Linked DNA regions of Canis lupus: region 2 is linked to region 1. Evidence: chromatin contacts called from public Hi-C data. All regions are on one chromosome and are shown on one strand. Each heading gives the region's core, a stretch centred on a gene start, on an enhancer-like site or on the middle of the called end of the contact. The rest is flanking DNA. Distances are from core to core; before and after follow the strand shown.

Region 1 (4,571 bases), core at 844-3,343:
TAAATTCTTTTCTGGGAGCCCTTGGAGGGAAAACCCACCAGGCCTGCTTTATAGGTAATTAACCCCACCACCGGGGACCTCAGACCTTCTCAGCACATTATTTCTGGGCCCAAGTGCCAGAGTCCCACATTTCTACGACCGACCCGTTGGTTTTGTTTTTGTTTTTGTTTTGCCAAATCAGTGTTTACATTGAAAGAAATTAATCAGAAGGACACCGTTAAAAGAAAAACAATATTGAAAATATTGTGAAGCTAGAGACTTACTTTAGGTAGATCCCCTTCTCTCTACTGAATGAACAGTGAGGAAAATTGTGCACCCACCTCTCAATCTCTTTTCAAATCCTAGGAGCGTAACTGTCAAATTTTATGCCAGTTGCATTTCTTCCAGATTGTCCTTCTTTCTCTCATTCTTGATCTCTCCCCATCAGTAGCCAGTTGGCATCACTGTGTGGGCTCCCTCACTCCAGCAGTGCTATGTTATAGGATTAAAGGAAGGATTGACTTGAATATATTCAAATTCTTTTAAATCATCCTTAAGAAGCTCTAAAGAGAGATTCCATGTCTGGGGTCTTATGAGCGATTCCTGTAGACTTGGAGGGACTGTGTGTCAACCAGTCCTATGATTTAATTGTCACTGGCTATTAATACTCAGAGTGGAAGACCAGGCCAGCCCCTTTGCCCAGTGGACTGGGCATAGTAATAGGTTCCTGATCGCAGCTGTGGGGTAAATATAAGCTTTGTTACGAATAAAATAGCCTGGTCCTAATATTACATCTATTTAAGGAAAGGAACGGATTTTGCATCCAGTTCCCCAAAATTCAATCATAGCTGAAAAGGAAGCTATCCTTGGAATAAATACCGTCTTGCCCTCTTTTTAAGGGGGCTCCAAACGGGAAGTCAGTTTTACCTGTCAGGAACCCTTGAAAGTTGGTAGATCTTTTAAGTCATCACTTCTCAGGATTACGGATTTTAGACTGGGAGGGAACCTTGCAGATCAATCACTCAACACCCCCAGGCTTCCCTCATCAAGAGGACAGGCTGGCCCTCACCAGAGGCCTGTGTGACCCTGGACACAACAAAATGGATCTGCATTTGATGGTCCAGCGTCATTTCAGAGAATGAAGGCCATCTGACTACCTGGCTTTGGAGGAGGGTGTCCTGTTTCCCGGCAGAATTGGGGAAAGCAAGGCTGCTTTGGGTTCCTCGGAAACTGTAAATTCGTTCTCAGAACGAACTCCCAAGTCATAATGTCACTACTGAGTTTTGATGGACATTTGGGTTTGCTTAGGTTTGTCACCTGTGCTGCGGTCCTCGACACAGCTTCTGATGGGTGTGGGAGATGCTGTCTACCTGCTGTCTACAATTTTACTTATTCCTTTTCTCTCAAATCCTTCACTTAGAGTTTTTGTAAACAAGCTCCCTGTATCATCCTTGGAGAAAGAAAAGAGTTTTCTTGGTATATTTTAGAGGAATCGAGCAGAAAGTTTTGAGACCGTAAAAGAAAAAACAGAAGATGATTTCCAGCTACTACCTTCTGAAAAAGAAGTGTCAACGTTTAATTTTGATCCATATGCTGCCTGCTTTCAGCCTGTTTTATTCTGAGACTTTTTTTTTTCTTTAGAAACCTTTTCAGCCTAGCTCAGAGTACCCCCTCCCCGCCCCAAACACTGATTTTCCACACTTTTCTCACTTTTTTTTTTTTTTTAAATGGAAACAAATATCAGGAGCTTAAAATAGAGAAGTGATGAGGGGGGCACCTAATCATTTGTTTATTGCATTGGATCACTGTTTTGAACAGCAGGGTTTTCACTTCCTATGAAACTCTAGCATGAAGGAAAGTAGCAGCTGGACCAGGAAGGGATGAAGAGAGGAAAGCACTGGAGTGTTTGTAAACTCTGGGTAGCTGGCCCACCCTCCCTGCGGCTGCCTCCCGGTACTTAGCTGTCTTTACTACCTAAGGCTAGAAGTGGAAAAACTTGATTTGCTTGTTGTGCCTGCATTTTTTTTTTTTTTCTCTCTTCTTCTCCACACCGCCCTCTGTACACCTGACCATGCAGAAGCCTATCTGAAGCCGGCTGGATGGCAGGCAGAGCCGGAGAGCGGAAGAATGTGCGGAGGGAGGGAGTGCTTGGGTCCTGGTACTTTTCCATTCACATCTCCACAGTGGCTTTTCTTGTTTATTTCAACCTCCACCCGCAGAAACCTTTCAGCTGCCTGAAATTCGAGTCATTACACTGTTCCCTGAGGTCAGACTACAGATGCTCCGCGCATGTTTGCTACATGTCAGTGTCTATGTAACATGTACACACGCACACACAAACACACACACAAACATGTAACTCTGCAGGGGCATGGTGTGAGGTAGGAAGAAAAAAAAAAAAAAACCCAAACCTGGATTTGTTGCCAAAAAACCCTTGGCTTCTAATTACAGTTCTGCCTGGAACTCCCTTTTGGAACCTGGAGCAAAACCACTTGTCAGGACTCAGTTTCCTCCGCCGTGTGAAGAAATAACCCCGATGATTTACATGATGTTTATCTGTCCTAAATTCTATACTTTTATATCCAAATACATATTTTACATAACTTTAAGATGGGAGGGATGGACAGGAGCTGAATCTGTATGTGTACCTGGGATGGGGGAAGGGGTTAAAATTTAAACTAAATAAAGAAGGCAGTCCCAGAATCCTCACCTCTATCAATTTTTAACCAATTGTAGACCAAAGTCTGGGGTTATGCTGAGTAGGTCCAAAAACCAATTGAAGATTTTTAACGTTGAGTTGGAGGAGACAGGTTCTAAGACCTTGTACCTTGGATCTCTAGCATTCATAATCAGTTGTGACAGTTCCCAAGTGTCTTTTCAGCACTATTGTTCTTCTTTTTTTTTTTTTTTTCTTCCTTCTGTTTGTTTTTGGAAACTGTCCCAGTCAATGATAGGAAGGAGATGACACTTGTAAACTGGGCAGGCAGTCTTTAAGCCACTGGGCCCCATGTGGATGTGAAAAATATGTCATAACATTCACACACACACACATACACACACACACGAAGGAAGGAAAAAAAAAAAAAAAAAACCTAGAGAGAGATTCCTAGTAAGAAACTCAGAGGTAGTTCAGCCATCACTGCCTTAAAGGTAATTATTTGAAGTTAGAGGAAATAACAGATGAGGAGTTTGCCCTTAAAAACAAAAGAAGAAAAGCCTAGATCTTCCAGAACAAACTTAAAGGCAATAAAAGAGATACTTTCAATCAGTATTTCCTATACTTTTTTTGATCTTCATTCTTTTAAAGCAAAAGGTCTAAAGTTTCTCAGACCTGATTATCTAGATGAAATAAGGTCTTTAACAGACCTCAGCATCCTCAGGAAGTAATAAAACAGCTCCTATTTATTAGCAGAGACCTCCCTACCACCACCATTTCTCCTTTGGCTTAGACCCTCTGGGATATTGCTGCCCACGTACCAGCAGACGTGGAGTCAATTACACTCTCAGTGTAAAACTACTGGACTATAATGTGCTAGAACCGAGGGGTCCTTAGCAACAATCCAATCCAACGCTACGGATGTTATAGCATTGAGAACTGAGGCCCAGACAAGGCATTTTCCACATCCTCTGAATCCCTAACAGAGTCAGATCTAGAATTCTGATACCCTGGTTCTAAATCCACTGTTTGTTTTTTCCATAGCTTATCATGGAAAGAGGAGATAGGATGGGCAGCCCTGCAAAAGAGCCCTTTGCTGTGGCCTTATATTCAGAGAAGACTTCAAATTTGGACTTTTGATTTGCTCTCCACTGAGGTTCTGCTTCAGTCTTAATGGTACACGGACAGGATGGAAACAAGACCTTCACACACAAGCTTTGTGTGCAGTACCCACCGTAGGACCTAATGTAGAAGCCCTCACACTCTCCCACAGTGCTATGATTTCATAGTTTCTGAATCTAGAATTATCTTATGAATCATGCAATTTTATTGTAATTGTGTGTATGTTGGTATTTAAAATGTGAAGTTTTAAATATATTTGGCCTAGAAGCAACGATACCATAGTAGCAATGAACACACCTAGTGCCCAGATTATACCGTAAAAGAAGGATTTGCTAAAAAGAAGAAGGAGGAGGAGGAGAAGAAGAAGAAAAGAAACCAAACAAATACACAAAAGATCCCTACATCGACCGGGGGGGATATTTCAGAGATACTAGGGCTACCTGAAGAGCTCCCAATGGTCAAAGCTACAAATTTGAGCAACAATATAGACTAATATTAGATTATAACCAAAAGTATAAAATAAACGGCAACAATTTTACACAGATAAAAATAAATTATGGGAAAAATTAATAAATGGAAGAGACAAATTTCTCATGCAGAAGAATTCCAAATAATCTATGTAGCCACTCTCCCCTGAAGGAGGGAGAGTATAATTCTCTTCTCCTTAAATGTGAGCTGGGCATAGTCACTTCTTTCTAAAGAGTATGGTATGGGAAGGGGAGTGGGGGAGGTAATTTTACATGGAGAAACCAGACTAACACTACATCAGCCACAATATCAAGGTCAACATCAACAATGATAAACCAAAAACAAA
Region 2 (4,571 bases), core at 1,352-3,851, 920 kb after region 1:
ACAGTGGCCACAGAGTTTCTTCAGTTTTCTGCTTCTCATCTATAAAAGGAGGTTGATAGTACTTATCATGTGGGACCACCAGGAAGATGAAATGAATTCGTGTGGGGTAAGTGCCAAACAGCAGTGCCTGCCTCCTAATAGATGTTCAATACATGCTAGTTATCATTCCTGATATTCACCATGAAGACCCTGGTCATGCCGTATCTTCTCTGGCAAATAGGTTATATAAATACACCATAAAAATTTATATTGTGATATGTTACCTCAATCCTTTGTTTTTCTCTTCCTGTCACACTCTCCTGGCAACACTGCAGTCTGGATGAACCCAATGACTTGTCTTTGTTCACCAAAGAACTTAAATGTTGCAGGGAGAAAAGCACACAGGCACATCGAGAGTAGTAAAATTGTGACCCTACTCATGGCCAGTATTCTTAACCCTGCTCTCAAGAGAATTATGCCCAGTGGAAAGTCAATCCCAATAAGTTACATACTGTGTGGTTGCATTTGTATAACATTCTTGAAATGACATTGTAGAAAAAAGCAGAACAGGTGAGTAATAATCAGGGGTTAGGGTTGGAGGAGGACTCAGATTAAGCAGGGATGGTGTACATGTGGTTATAAAAGGCAACAGGAGGGAATTGTCCTGGATCGTATTCAGGGTGGTGGACACATGAATCCACACATTGATAACATTGCCTAGGACCAGATACGAGTGCAGGTGCATGTGTGAGCACGTGGGCGTGCATGCACACACATCTAAGCTTTGTTCTCTCTGCCCATCTCCCGTCCTGCTCACAACCCAGAGCCTGCCACCTGACTTCTGTCCCCACCTCTGTATTTATGCGACACTCCTCAACAACCCCAGCGGCCTCCAATACACTGAGGGCTTGTCTGTCCTTATCTGTCTTGAGCCCTCTGAAGCGTGGAAACCTGTTGATGCTGGCTCTTTGAAACAGTCTTCCTTTGGTGTCTGACACTGCCTGCTCCTGGATATTTGTCCTACCTCTCGACTCGTAACATCCTACTCTTTTGTAGCAGAGTTTCTTTCTTCTCTCGACTCCTTAAATTGAGTGTGTGTGTGTGTGTGTGTGTGTGTGTAAGGGTGGGGGGGGATAAAAAAAGTTAGTTTTAGGGGGTTTTGTTTGTTTGTTTAGTCCTGCCCTAATCCCTCTTCTGGTCTCACTGCACACTCTTCTGGTAGTTTCATCTGCCCCCATGACTACAAAGATCATCTATGTGCTGAAAGCTCTCCAGGCCAAAATCTGCAGCCGGGATCTCTCGGAGCTCCAGGCTATGGATCTGTCAACTGACCAGACAGTCTTCATACCTAGGTCTATAGGCCCGCAAATTTCAACACTTTCAAAACAGAACCACGATTTTCTCTTCTGTTCCTGCTCCTGCCTGCGTCCCTGGTCACTGGTTGGCACCACCCGCTTGCCCTGACCGAAGGCACAGGAGTGGTCTATTGTGCATTCCAGCCCTTTCACTCTTTCCTCCTACTAAACACGCACTCACCAAATTCTGATGGAATACTTTGGCTTTCTTTATGTCTACCTTCGTTTTTATAGCAAATGCCTTCGAAATTCTTCAGTGACTTTTTTATTGCCTTCAGGATAAAGTCCCCCCTCCTTGGATCGGCATATAAAAAGCCTATGGCCTCACACATGCACAGGTGTGTGCCCACGCGTGCAGACAGACACACACATTTCCAAAACAGAAAGGTTGCTTGTTGCCCCTGGGACTGGGCAATTACTTTCCCTTCTTGGAATGTGCGGCAGCTTTCTCCCTCCATCTCCATCACCCAGCCAAGAATCCTCCTCCTTCAGGCCTTCCCCGTGTGGTATGAGAACATCATCTGCTTTACCTCTTTCCTGCCAGTTAGGAGATGGCATTTAAGTTGCTTCTTTATTTCTCATGTCCCTTACTAGCCTTATGGGGCGCTATCTTCTTCCCCAGTACGTCCTATGGTAAGCCCCCTGTCTGTGTTTCTTGACAGATGATTATACTGAATGGAACAAGGATGAGGGGCACCTGGGTGGCTCAGTGGTTGGGCGTCTGCCTTTGGCTCAGGGTGTGATCCTGGGGTCCTGGGATCGAGTCCCACATCGGGCTCCTTGCAGGGAGCCTGCTTCTCCCTCTGCCTATGTCTCTGCCTCTCTCTGTGTGTTTCTCATGAATAAATAAATAAAATCTTAAAAAAATAAGTAAATAAAAATGAATGAAACAGGATGAGATGGTGGACTAGCCAGCCAGCTGAATGTGTCAGCACTGCAGGGGCGGCTGTGGGGTAAATACCCTGCACTGGATAATAAGGCCTTCCAGTTTCTGCGACCCTGCCACACAGCCCTGATTGCCAGACCTTTTAGTCACTTCCTCTGAACCTTGCCAGCACTCTTTTCGATTCCTTTTCAAGTTCTTCTACATTGTATGGACCGGAGTGACTCAGAGTCTAACCAGTGCTGACTGTAAGTGTTGCGTCACTGGCCTATGGGGCCCCTCCTCAGTTTCTGTGGCTGCTGCTCTGCTGGCACCATCTCATCGCAGGAGGAGCATGTGGAGCCTGCCAGTGTGTGGTGCCTCTGAACCTGGGTACTAGATCCCAGTTACTGTGCCATGCCTGGCTTAGTGCAATGTGCATTCAGCTGGCAGCCAGGAAACCAGGCCCACCTGGCTCTGCCACTGACCAGGGCCTGCCCTAGAGCACCTGACTGTGCCTGTCCATTTGGTTCACAAAGACCCACCCAGGGTCCTTTTTAAAGACGCTCTTTGTGTTTTAGGGCAGTAAGCATTTATCTCATTGTGATCCACTGTATGGACAGCTTATGTATGTATGATGATTTGAAACATGCCAGTGAAGACATCTTTATAAAATAGAAGAATTCTGTGCCTGCAGGGCTTTATGGTTCTCAGTGTGGTTCCACATCCATCGTCTCGTTTCATCCTTACGCATTTGGAAACTGAGGCTCAGTGACCTATTCACGGGAACAAAAATAATAGCCAGTGGAGCCAATCATTTTGAGTCTGCATAAAGATTTCATAAACATTGATCTAAAAAGTACCATCCATTAGACAACAAGAGTGAAGACATCAACAGGAGATTCATAGAACAGACAGTAATAATAGCTGATAAAAATCTGACAGGAGGTTCCACTTTATTTTATTTATTTAAAGAAATGCAGTTTAAAATCCCATTTTCCATTATCAGACTGACCACGATTTACAAGTTTGATACTTGGTTTTGGCTAAGATGCAGGGAAACGCGTACCCTCCTATACTTTGGATTGGATTACAAGTTCATACAACCTCTTGGAAACAAAATTTAGTATTCTCTCTCAAAATGTTAATTGTATACATATTTTGACACTAAAATTCAAACGACAATATGCCATTTGACATATTTGCTCAAGGGCCCCCAGCGATACCTCTTTAAGAGTACACGTAGTGTGTAATTGTTTGTAGTAGTATAAACAGACTGGTAAATAAAATAACAAAATAAATAAATATGGCTAATTCATATAATAACTTGACAGCTATTAAAAAAAACAAGGTAAATTTATAGGTACTACAAAAGATACCAAGAAAAACTGGTTGAAGAAAAGATAAGATACAGAGCAGTACATAAAATCTCAATTGTGTTTAATGAAAAACACGTTTATATGTGATGAATATGTGTGCATGTGTGTGTGCACATATACATGCACACACGTATACAGGCATAGAAAAATTATAGGAACAGTCAAGTTTGGTATGGCTACCTCTGGGGAAGAGGTTTACTTTTTCACTTTATAGGCTGCTCTGATAATTAAAATTTTATTTTCATTTTTTTCTGGCAGTTAAAATTTTGAATGAGTGTACATACATACATTGAAAAACTAGAAAAGTTACATGCAGTTGAAATGCTTTTATTATTCCCTGAACTACGGTGTAGCTTATTGGTTTGCCCAACTTCACTGACCCAAATAGAAAAACTTTCAAGGAAAAAAAAAAACAAAAAACACTTTAGAAGCCTTAGGTTTATATGACTTTTAAAGTAAAAAAAATATTAATAATCCCACTCTGTAAATCGGAATTCCCACCATCAGCCTCAAAACATAATAGCAAGCAGATGACTCATCTTTGGCATTTCTTACACCTCGTGATGTGTCAGCAGTCGTGGAATGTAGGCCTCAGCGTGGAAGGGCCCCAAGAGGCCACCCATTACCTCTTAACGATAGTAGCCTCATTCTGCAGAACAAGAGAGAAAGGGTGCCCATACACTTTCTTTCTAGCTCCTTTGCCATCTGGATTCCTGTACTTGACTCCTACCCCAACATATCCTTCCTTAAAGAGGGATGAATGATCTTTCTGAAATTCAAACCTCATCATGTTGCTCTTCTATTTAAAACATTTCAAGGGATTCCTCTTCACAATGCTCCCTGTCACTAGTGATTCTGTGGATAAAAGCAAAGCTTCTTAACCTATTTTAATGTGCCCTTGCTTACATGACCTTTTGTCACTGGCCGGGAGCCGGGGATGCCTATGCGGCATGAATGAGCTTCCGAGACCAGGTCTCTGAGATAAGACAGACCTTT

The links. Hi-C and Micro-C count contacts between places; a contact is called where the count stands out from the background.
Region 2: a contact with region 1 is called in a Hi-C map of skin fibroblasts, with 4 times the contacts expected there. The contact joins two enhancer-like sites. A contact is called at or near these places in 2 of 9 Hi-C or Micro-C datasets (amygdala and skin fibroblasts).

The regions. Positions count from the first base shown.
Region 1 is chr34:20,320,633-20,325,203 of UU_Cfam_GSD_1.0, forward strand. LOC106558210 (a long non-coding RNA gene) reads left to right here. Exons shown (of 2, transcript XR_005383875.1): 2 at 3,680-4,571. Among named protein-coding and RNA genes, the nearest start is that of BCL6, 16 kb to the left of the region's middle. Within about 2 kb of position 2,094, at least 10 of the 20 cell types and tissues checked have an H3K27ac peak or open chromatin away from gene starts, as enhancers often do.
Region 2 is chr34:21,243,555-21,248,125 of UU_Cfam_GSD_1.0, forward strand. All of the region lies in intron 8 of LOC478670 (lipoma-preferred partner), which reads left to right. Among named protein-coding and RNA genes, the nearest start is that of MIR28, 89 kb to the left of the region's middle. Within about 2 kb of position 2,602, at least 6 of the 20 cell types and tissues checked have an H3K27ac peak or open chromatin away from gene starts, as enhancers often do.